Regions from separate parts of the Drosophila melanogaster genome. Here region 1 is linked to region 2. A link is a contact called in public Hi-C data. All regions are on one chromosome and are shown on one strand. Each heading gives the region's core, a stretch centred on a gene start, on an enhancer-like site or on the middle of the called end of the contact. The rest is flanking DNA. Distances are from core to core; before and after follow the strand shown.

What was found. A called contact is a pair of places that touch in the nucleus more often than the background predicts.
Region 1: a Hi-C map of the Kc167 cell line shows a contact between it and region 2, with 4 times the contacts expected there. The contact joins the promoter of nrv1 here to the promoter of Liprin-alpha in region 2. A contact is called at or near these places in 66 of 107 Hi-C or Micro-C datasets (the Clone 8 cell line, the D17-c3 cell line, the Kc167 cell line and 22 more) and 5 of 6 datasets of contacts at active chromatin or transcription factors (the Kc167 cell line and the S2 cell line).

What each region holds. Positions count from the first base shown.
Region 1 is chr2L:6,783,180-6,788,357 of dm6, forward strand. It overlaps nrv1 (nervana 1), which reads right to left and starts at 3,682. Exons shown (of 4, transcript NM_057819.4): 1 at 3,103-3,682. The coding sequence starts at 3,235.
Region 2 is chr2L:6,720,940-6,726,128 of dm6, forward strand. It overlaps Liprin-alpha (Liprin-alpha,), which reads left to right and starts at 2,964. Exons shown (of 15, transcript NM_001273224.1): 1 at 2,964-3,145; 2 at 3,239-3,450; 3 at 3,888-4,157; 4 at 4,219-4,320; 5 at 4,837-5,189. The coding sequence starts at 3,909. It overlaps homer (homer,), which reads right to left and starts at 2,420. Exons shown (of 7, transcript NM_001273221.1): 1 at 2,254-2,420; 2 at 1,203-1,491; 3 at 711-1,147; 4 at 579-657; 5 at 249-515; 6 at 58-192; 7 at 1-3. The coding sequence starts at 2,258. The coding sequence ends at 85.

The DNA.
Region 1 (5,178 bases), core at 2,432-4,931, 63 kb after region 2:
GGATGCAACTTGTTGGTGTCTGTCGCCATCTACCCCGAATCGCATCCAGCCAGATTGTGTGGGTCACGTCACCCCCATTACCACTACCATTACCATCTCCACCTCCATCCCAATCTCCATCTCCATGCCCACTGCCAGTTTCAACTCCTGTCCCGTTTTGTCCTCATTGCCAATAAGCCGTCTCCGTGGCGCCGCTTTATTTGTTGCTGTTCGCCGCACCCTTTGTCCATGCGTCACCACTACACATACATACAAACTTACACACACACCCACACACACACACACACACACATTCGAATACTATTACTAGCACCAGCACACCCAGGATCCTTGGCCATCTTTCTTTTCGCCGTCTGTGTGCTTGGGGCCTATAGCATACTTTGCGGCATTTTAAGTGAATTAATTTCACATGTTAACGAGGGGAAGCCCCGATGGCCCCGCCCACGGCAAACATTGCAAGCGTTTAGTTTGCTGATTATTTTTGGGCCTAAATACGGGCGTGACGGGGTTTATTCTCGTTCTGGCCACGTTCTTAATCGAAGAATTACCCAAAGAGCAGCAACAAATAGATTTGTCACGTTTTTGTTTGAGTACTTAACTAAAGACTAAAAAATTTAGCTTTTTTTATGATGATTAGGAAAACTAGCATGTGAATATTTATACTGGCAAAAAAACGAATTCGATATGCGAAAGGGAAATAGTTGAAAACCCAAGTATACCAAAGTAAGAACTTCGAAAAAGAAAGCGAAGAATTTCAGAAAAGGCTTATCTAATTGTATAGTATTGGATCGAAAAAGAAATAGCTTCTATACTGATGATTAAAAAACTAATTTAATTTTAAATTAGCTTAAGCAAATTAGGCTAGTTTCCTGCGCTTTAATTGAATTGTGTATTTTATCGCAGACTTGTCGCTATCGTGACAATTAGTTAGCAGCATGTCAATGTAAGCAGACTGAGGGGCGTGGCGGGGGCGATTAATGGGGAAATCGGATGTAGCCGGCGAAATGCGGTTCTAGCCGGTTTGAGCCAGATTTAGAAACTGGCTAGGGCAGTGATTGCCTGCCTTTCCTGCTGCTTTGCGGTTACATCGATCTGATACGCTGATTTCATTACAGAAATGCAACAGAGTCAAAAATCAGAAGAAATAAAACTTAAGCTCAGTTCGGTAAAGCAATACAAAATACAATGCATATAATACTATGTAAGCAATTATTATCATTATATAACCTTATTTCCAACATTTTGAAGCCAAATGCGATGTAGAGAATTAAAATGTGTAGCAAAGCGAAAGCATTTCGAAAACCAAAAAAGTAATCATGAACCCACTGAACCGGTTCTCTGAGAAGGTTCATCCGCACCTAAAAAAAAAAAAAAAATACAACCGGCACGAACCTAAACAAGTTCTCATTGCGTTAATTAATGGAAAGCAAAGCTTAGCCAACCGTCCAATGCTTTGCCTTCATTTGAAATCGGAATTAATCGGATGGCGATCGTAAATCAAAATCAGCGTTTTCGATCTGCTGTGATTTTTGTTTGTTTTCTGTCTGTTTAGAATTTTGCCACACTGCTTTACATTGTTTATGGGGTCGTTGCCATTTTATTTTTCCACTAATGTCCTGCACATGACTTAAATTACCGAGCATTAGGCAGTGAAAAATCAAAGGACATGCACCACGAATTTGTGCTTAATGATAGGAATTAGCCGAAGGCAGGCCAAACACTTTACCCACTGTATATTCAGTTCTGCAAATAGTTTCATATATTAAATAGATATGCAGCCATATGGCTTTTGTTGTAGCAGGTGTGTCAATAGTTCTTAAGTTCTTTGCCGATTGGACTGAGAATTAGTATAAAATGTCGGAATTAGCATAAAAAGTTATTAGAGCTCTTCGGGGGTACACCTTTGGCGTCAATGTAAATAAATTATACATCAATTTAAACATTCGATAAACTTGAAGCGAACTTGGCCAACTTAATGAAAAGCAAACAAATGACGTCAAGGGAACTTTTCATTCGAGCTACCGATAAGCGAAGTACTCAGAAAATTGCTAAACACTATTTAAAATTGGTAGTGTTTCAGCAGTTGGTTCTGCGATCGGCATATTTTTCAGATATATGTACATTGATATTGTGAGAGCGTTAAATCTCACTATGCCTCTCAGTGCGAAACCTTGAATCTGTTTACAGAACCCATTATAAGACGGCAAATATTATTGGCGATAAAAGCAAAGTGCTCTCTACTCACCACCTCATCCCTCACGTTTTCCCCAATTCCCCTCCCTTTGGGAACGTGGATCCGTGTCCATTTTCGAAAGTCAAGAATTCGCATTAACGTTGAAATATGCTAGCCTAATTAAAAAGGCAATTCAACAATTTAGTAGATTGAACGTGTGTAGCCAAATGAACACACATATGTTTAATGTTCGATTCTAAAACTTTCTAGATTCTTTTCACTTAGCCATTATCACATTGCCAGCGGTTGCTCAAGGTGATTGTATTTCTTAATAATATTTTTATGACTGCCTTAAGAAATCCCACTTCATCATGTTGTCTCGTAATGAGTTTATCTATTTTATGGCGTTGACTAAACATTTTCGAGACACCGCAACGGAGATTTCCGTAGTTGCTTCTTTACCTCATCCCGTTTCCCACACTATGACTCGCCAAATCGACTGATAAGCCTGTAAATACGACCGCACGCTCCTCATATATAGTTTCCATTACCATATGACGGACAAGTGTCTAGTTATATACAATAAACAATCGCATTTTTGTTTCTATGTGCTTGGAGCTTGGAGTGGATGCAGATATCTCATCGGAGGGGCATGCAGATAAGTACTGGAGTGCCTATACTGCATGGAAATTTGGGAACTAGCATTCAAACATTCAAATTATATATTTTTCGAGTTAAAACTAATTCTAAAATGTTAAATGTATGTATTTAAAAACCACAAACAGACTCAATGGATAGAATAGAAATGACTCACAGTGGTTTTAGTCTTATCCTCTTGATGGAACCTAATTCTTAATCTTTTTCAGGCATTCATTTTGAAGTTGTCTACTGATTTTGTTTGTTATTCAGTAGAGTTGTAAAGAACTTACTCCAACTTTTTCCGGTGCGTCCGAAGAAGGTGCCTTCCTGGGGATTGTAGATCATTTCCGAGAAGGTTTGCTTCTTCGCTGGCTGCGGGAATTCGAATTCGCCTTTGGCGCCCTTTCCGTTATTCTTTGACATTGCGGCGCTGTTCTTTCGCACTTGTTTACGGTTAGCTTTTCAGTATTCGATTCGATTCGAAAATTTGGTTTATACTTTTCGTTGATGACGTGGACGGCGCGAAGGCTACGAAAACTGATTTATGTATACGTTGTGCTGTGTATATGCGATGATTCAGCAGACTCGAAACTGAATTCTCATTTATTTTCGCACTCGCAGTACTCTTGAATATTTTTGAAAAACGTGTAATTATGCAATTATTTGCGCCTCGACTGCTCGACTGGTCTTAGAGTTAGGAAAATAAGTTAGAACCGATTTTGGGCGAAATAAGCCGAATCAGAAGCACAAACAAACGGGCTGGGAGCCACGAGAAGTTGTTGCCAACTCTTGGTTTCCCTGCTTCCTGCGACTGCGAATGGCGATGCGTGCTGCGTGTTGCGCTCTCGGCGAAAGATCACCAACTAACCGAACGCAGCCCCAAGTCACCCAGCAAGGCGAAAACTCAGCACCAGTGTTCTTCGCCCCTCAACACTCACACAGGCTCACCACGCGCCTCGCTCTTTCTCTCTCGTTCTCTCTATCTCTTGCGTTCTCGCAACAAAAGCTTCAAGATAAGAGTGATTGAGCACTGAGGAAAACGGGGTACATTTTCAGATAAATAGTTAAGGTAAAAAGCAAAGAAGACTTTTCTGACCAAATTGACTCTTAAGATCGTCAAGATATGTAGGTATTTCTATTATTTCCGATATTAAGCAGTCTAATAACGCATTGGTTTCCCATTTCAAGCTCATGTGAGTGATATCTTAGAAAGAATTCTGTTGCAAGCGATTCCTACAGGACATTACTCATCCGCAATGTGGGCTGACGTCTTTGTTTAAACTCTCAGATGTTATTGGGTATACGAAACGTGACCCAAAAAAGCATTCCACGTATCTAGGGTCAATTTTCTTGCAGTGTGACGTCGACAGCTGTTGAACGTATTCGACACTTTGCCAAGCAACATGAAAAAGGCCAAAGCAAAAGCGTTGGACCAGGGGGGAGGTTATGTGGCTAAGGTGTGAGTGTGTGTGAGCTGGGGGTTTCGTGTGTGTTTTACCTCTTAATGTTCTCTCTATCTCTCTCCATCTCCTTAGCTGGCTACGCAAATAGAATAAATGATTGAGTGCAGACAGTGGCCAGACAACAACACACCCGAGGGCAGTTGCTTGGGCCATGCAATTTTCGCCAGTGCAGCTAAGTGCTTTGCATTCAAAGGCTGTGGAGCCTAGACCGCACTTCACCCTCTAAGAATGTGATACGCTCCTGCTTTATAAATATTAAAATACAAAGCACAAAGAAAATCACACGCATACTAGCACAAGTCGCACTCTCTCTCTCTATCTCCCGTTCTCCCACTCTGGCGTTGACATGCGCGGAGAGTTGAGTACATTGGCTCCACTACACACTCCACCCACGCCCCTCCCCCTAACAATCGCCACCACCATTGTTACTCTCATTATGCTGGCGTGCTGTGTTGTACTGCGCTTTGTTTTGCTTTTCCACGCTCTCCCCAAACGGGTGGATCAGTTTTTTGGGCGCTCTGTGCTTCGGAAATTTCCACGCGGAAATCGGGAAAACTTTCTTTGTTATTGTTCCTCAATCATGGTTCGTCGTCATCAGCATCTGGATAATGCTAACGCTGCACTGAGAAAAATAAACTGTTTCTTACTCTTATATTCCATAACTATTTGCATATAATGGCTTAAGAATTTCAAAAAGAACCTCATAAGCACTATCTTTAGGGAAAATGGTAGAAAATTTACGAGGATTTTTTGTCGAGTGTTTAAAGCGTTGCCAAGTGTCAAGAACTTTCGAGTTGATTAATTCCCTTAAATGTGCACTTCCTTCTGCATGGCAACCCCCTTGCCCCTTGCCACATGAACCCACAACTCCCCCAACAATGGGTTGCCATTGCCAATTTTCCT
Region 2 (5,189 bases), core at 1,714-4,213:
AACCTGTAAAGAACGCCAATCAACAAGACGAAACTCAAAAGGCAATGTGCCGCAAACCTTTCGCATAAACGCCAACTCTGTGTCTCAAGTGCACTTGGCAATTTGTATAAGACTCTCCATATCCTTCTGCACCCCATACAACTCCGAAAGATGCTTGGCAAACACACCATTCACCTCACTCAACTTTGCAAGCTAAAAACAAAGTTTCATTAGCAAATTACTCAACATGATTATTATGCTTTACCCACCGTTTGGTCATTGGACTTTTCACGTAGGCTAATATTGGCCGACTTAAGCTCAAGTTCCTGTTGCATAAGTTCCTTCTGTAGTTGTTCTGTCCGCGCCTTGAGCGTGGCCACCTCACGACGCAGTTCGTCCTCTGTGGCGCCTCCTCCGGCTGCAGCCACAACCCCGCCGCCCACGCACAGCTGCTCCATATCTCGTTTGAGGCGAATATTCTCCTCCTTGTAAGTGTGCAGCTGGCGCTTCCATTCGTCTACATTGGCAGTTGATTCCTTTGGGAGAAAAAGGCCAAAAACGATCAGTTTCAATAAATGTGAGCTTATCTTATTGCTTACCTGAAGAGCACTAGTCAGCCGTATATTGTTGTTCTTCAAGGTAGCCAGCTCGATTTCCCATTTCTTGGCATTGGCGCAGCTGAAAAGAAGGCATTATTGCCTTGAGCCAATGACGGTCAACGCTTTGCTTACCTTTGTGCCAGTGCCATTTTCAGACGCTCGTTCTCGTACTTAAGCTGCTGCTCGGCGGTGGCGCCGGCTCCAGGACCCGTGTGCATGCCCACAATGCTTCCGCCAGACGAGATGGTCACTCCACCGCCACCAGTTACCCCTGAAGTGGGCTGCGGCGAGGGCGTGGCCGATCCGATGTCCGCCTTGACATCGCTGGTATTTAGAAGCTTGTGGGAAGGACTGTCCGGATTGGCGTTCTGGGTATTCGTGTTGCTCATGTTGGGCGGCTCCACAGTGTGCGGATCGATGGCTGTGTTGTCGTTCTGCATGGAGCCCACAGCTCTCCCGGAAATGGGCGACGTGTTCGCCGAGGTGGTGGGCGTGACGGCATTCGATCCGTTGGCCGATTTCATGGCATTCTTGGTGGCCTCCTTGACCTCCTGGAACTTCTCTACGAACTGTTGAGCGATATGATTAGTATATAAATATGTGAGACATATGCTAACCACTCACCTTGGTCAATTCCGCCTCTGAGGCAAATCCCAAGCCGTACACCGTGTTTGCCCGCACATCGCTCCACTGGCCGAACTTCTGGGAGGTCTGGGTGAAGGTCATGTTGGGTGTGATCGTCGAGTTTATCACCGCCTTGGTGCCCTCGACACTGATGATGCGGTACAGATTTCGCGAGCTGTCGTAGAAGAAGCTAACGTTGACCGCCTTCATGCTGGCCGTGATCCAGGTGCGCTTCGTCTTCGGATCGATGTGGAAGACGTGCGCCTGGCAGGTGAAAATCGGTTGTTCGCTAAGGGTCATAAAGGGATTAAAGCGACAAGCGTGTGATTAATTAAAAATTCCATTTAGAGCAGGCAATAAATTGTGCTTCTGTGCTCGTGTGAGTAAACTATGGCAAAGCATTCTTTTACTGTGGTTTATTAGTCAACAGGCACTGTGTAATGCATTTATAATTAGTAGTCCTTAAGTCCCAGGATAATCCTCGTGGTCCTTATTTGATAAAGTAGGTCGATATATGTTTGTTTTTTGCGATCTGGCCTGATGCAATGACAGTTTGTTGCGGGGCGCAGGGCCCCCATCAAATCAATTCCGTATCCGTGGTAGCCTCCAGTGCCTTTATTTGTACACATATACATATATATATCTTATCTATTACCTATCCGCCGACATCGTTCGCTGAGCTCTATAACTTGTGTCTTCCCGTTATCGCTGGCGACTGTCGACCGCCGACTAAATTGCATTATGTGCTAAGCCTTTTCCGCAGCCTTGCTTGTGATTTTTGATTCTCGGGCGGAAAACACGCACGCACACACCTGCACAGTCACACACACCTGCACACCCACACACATGTAATTGGCCTGCCCACGCGTGTGCGTGTGTAGGTGTATGTTTGTGTACATATATATGTATGTATTTACGCCGCCCGCTACACACAGAACGGCAGCAACAACAACAACATCATAGGGGGGAGATGTCAGCTAGTTCGGCGTCGATTTTTCCCACAGTAAAAACGGCAGGTTTAGGCCGGTTTGGCCGCGCCCATCGGTCTTACCCCATTGTATTCGTTCTTTGGCGCTGACTGAGTGCTTCCGCAGCAGTTTATACCAATGCTAGTCGGTTTTACTTATGAATTTCACGGTTAAAAAAAATAAAACACAAATGTCTAGAGCTGGAACCAAAATCGATGTTTGTATGGTGCTATCGATGTTTTTACTGGCTCAACACCATCGATGATTTATTTATTAGCTTCCAAGCATCGATAACACATGAGCTCGTATAAGAGCAATGATTCTTATCGAATAATTTAATCGCTGTAAAGCGAATTGCAAATTAATTAAGATAAATAAATACTAAATATGTTTGTCTGTAAGGCACCATAACAATGTAATTTTTTCAAAAACATGTGTAGCTGTTGAAGCATTGCATTTAAATGACGGAAGTTACAAAATAATTTCAGATAAAAGTGATAAGTTTTTTTGACTGTCTAGTTGTGCGCCTACATGTAGTTTGAATATTTGTTAGATATGGTTTTCTTTGTGCGGTGTGGCAGCATTAGTTTTAGTACACATTTTTCTAATACTTGACGATAGGTCAAATGGCAACTCCTGATCGGCAATAATATTTGCATATAATTTAGCTTTGAACATAAATAGACTGCCACAAAAACTTTAAAACAACACATTTTACTTCTATATTTTTTGGACGAAATAGAACCACTGAAAAAATTCATGAAATGTAGTACATTTTGTAGTGAAGAACCAGGGTTGGTTTACGGATTTTAGCCGTTTTGCCATCTGGTAACACTGACCAGTTTCTCATCGTTAAAAAATCCATTTGGAATTCGGTTTATTTAATTAAAAGCAGCCGGGACACCTATGCGAAGGGCAAAAAGCGGCCAGAGTTGTTGTTGCTGCTGCTGCCCAGCCGCCGTGCGATCGATCGGGGTACGTGTTCCGGCGTAACGAGGAGTACGAGGCGATTTTCTCGCAGCCTCTTTTTTTTCACACGAACGCCGTCCCACTAAACCGAAATTTCAGGTGAAAAACTCATTGGAACGCATTTAAAAGCGGCGTAAGCTCGCACCTGCTGCTCGTTTAACCCTGTTTCGGGTATATGTGATTGCAAAATGCGACAGCGACACACCTAGGCACACAAAATATGCCAGTTATGCGAAAGAGAAAAAGTACTGTGCCTGTGTGCGTGCGCGTGTGAGTGTGTATGCCGTGCGTGTGCCCCCGCCTGCGACAGTGTGCGTATGTGTTGGTGTAGAAAACTTGTTATCAATGCGGCGCCTATGATAAGTCTCATTAGACATGTTTCTCCCACTATGCTGGGTATTTCAATTGGAATGGCTAGCGAACGTGTGTGTGTGTAGTAAAATATCCGGACTCCATAGAATGGACATTTTGTATGAATTAATTGAATTTACTTTATAAATTCAATTAACATAAAGAATTTGATTTTATGCAGAAGAAGCTACAGCATTAAGTATCTCCCATATGCGGAATCACAGACAAAAATTCAATCACGCCAATTCATTTATGATCAAGGATCAAATTCAAGAAACTTTAGAAAAACGCGTCTAGTTTTTGTGCTTCGGTAACAGCGATAGTGGTACAATCTCCGCACAAAATGTACCTACAGCCAAAATCCTGTAACCTTTATTCCCCTCTCTGTCTCGCACAGTCTGGCGGCCCCAACTAAATAATGTGGAACATGATGTGCGACGTAATGCCCACGATATCCGAGGATAGCATCTCGCAGCGCTCCTCGCAGTTTAGCGGGGAGGATGCCAACTTTGAGCAGCTGATGGTCTCCATGCTGGACGAGCGGGACAAGCTGATGGACAGCCTGAGGGAGGCGCAGGAGCGGCTTAACGAGACGGAGAACAAGCTGCGTGACGTCGAGAAGGAGCGGGACAGCCTGCAGCGACAGATTAACGCTAATCTGCCGCAAGTAAGTGGCCTCTGCATGCTGATACCGCAGTTTACCTAAAATCTTTTCCTGATCTTTCTAGGAGTTTGCCACCCTGACCAAGGAGCTGACGCAAGCGCGGGAGACCCTTTTGGAACGTGACGAGGAGATTGGGGAGCTCAAGGCGGAGAGGAATAATACCAGGGTAAGTGATTTTCGAAAATTTAGATCCTTGGTATTTCAATTACTGAGACAATTGAGTAATGGTTAGATCAGGTAGATCATGACAAGATTTGCTAGACTAATTTATTAATTTAGGTATTATAGCCATTGCTAAATTACATATCCCATTGTTATTCAAACAAGAAACAGTTGTAGGTACTTGCTTTTGCGAATTAGTCACATATACCGGGAACAATACAAAAGTTTACTCTGTCCGTCTTCATTTTTATTTCGAACATGGCTTGTCTATTTGTTTACTTATCAGTGACTATACAAACATTGTTACAGCCTTTTAAGAATTAGTTCTTTGTATTCACATCCGTCTTAAACCATAAAAAGTGAAGTAAACTGTATTTATAAGTCCTTTCCGCTTCATTGAATATCAAGAAAATCAGTTTTAATTAAATTTCTACGGTAATTTTACTTTTAAAGAGACAATTTAAACGTCGGTTACTGCGTGAAATAATATATTTTTAATGATCTAACTTGACTATTTCAGCTTCTCCTCGAACATCTGGAGTGCTTGGTGTCCCGCCACGAGCGTTCCCTGCGTATGACCGTTGTGAAGCGACAGGCTGCCGCCCAGAGCGGCGTCTCCAGCGAGGTGGAAGTGCTCAAGGCGCTAAAGTCGCTGTTCGAGCACCACAAGGCGCTGGACGAGAAGGTGCGCGAGCGGTTGCGGCTTTCCATCGAGAAGAACAACATGATGGAAGAGGAACTCAGCTCTGCCAAGGAGGAACTGGCCCAGTACAAGGCGGGCGTGGTGCCAGCTGGCGTGGGCAGTGGCAGCGGAGCAGGGAGTGCCGCAACCACCGCCGGTGGTGGGGGCGCCGAGAACGGGCTCAAAGAGAA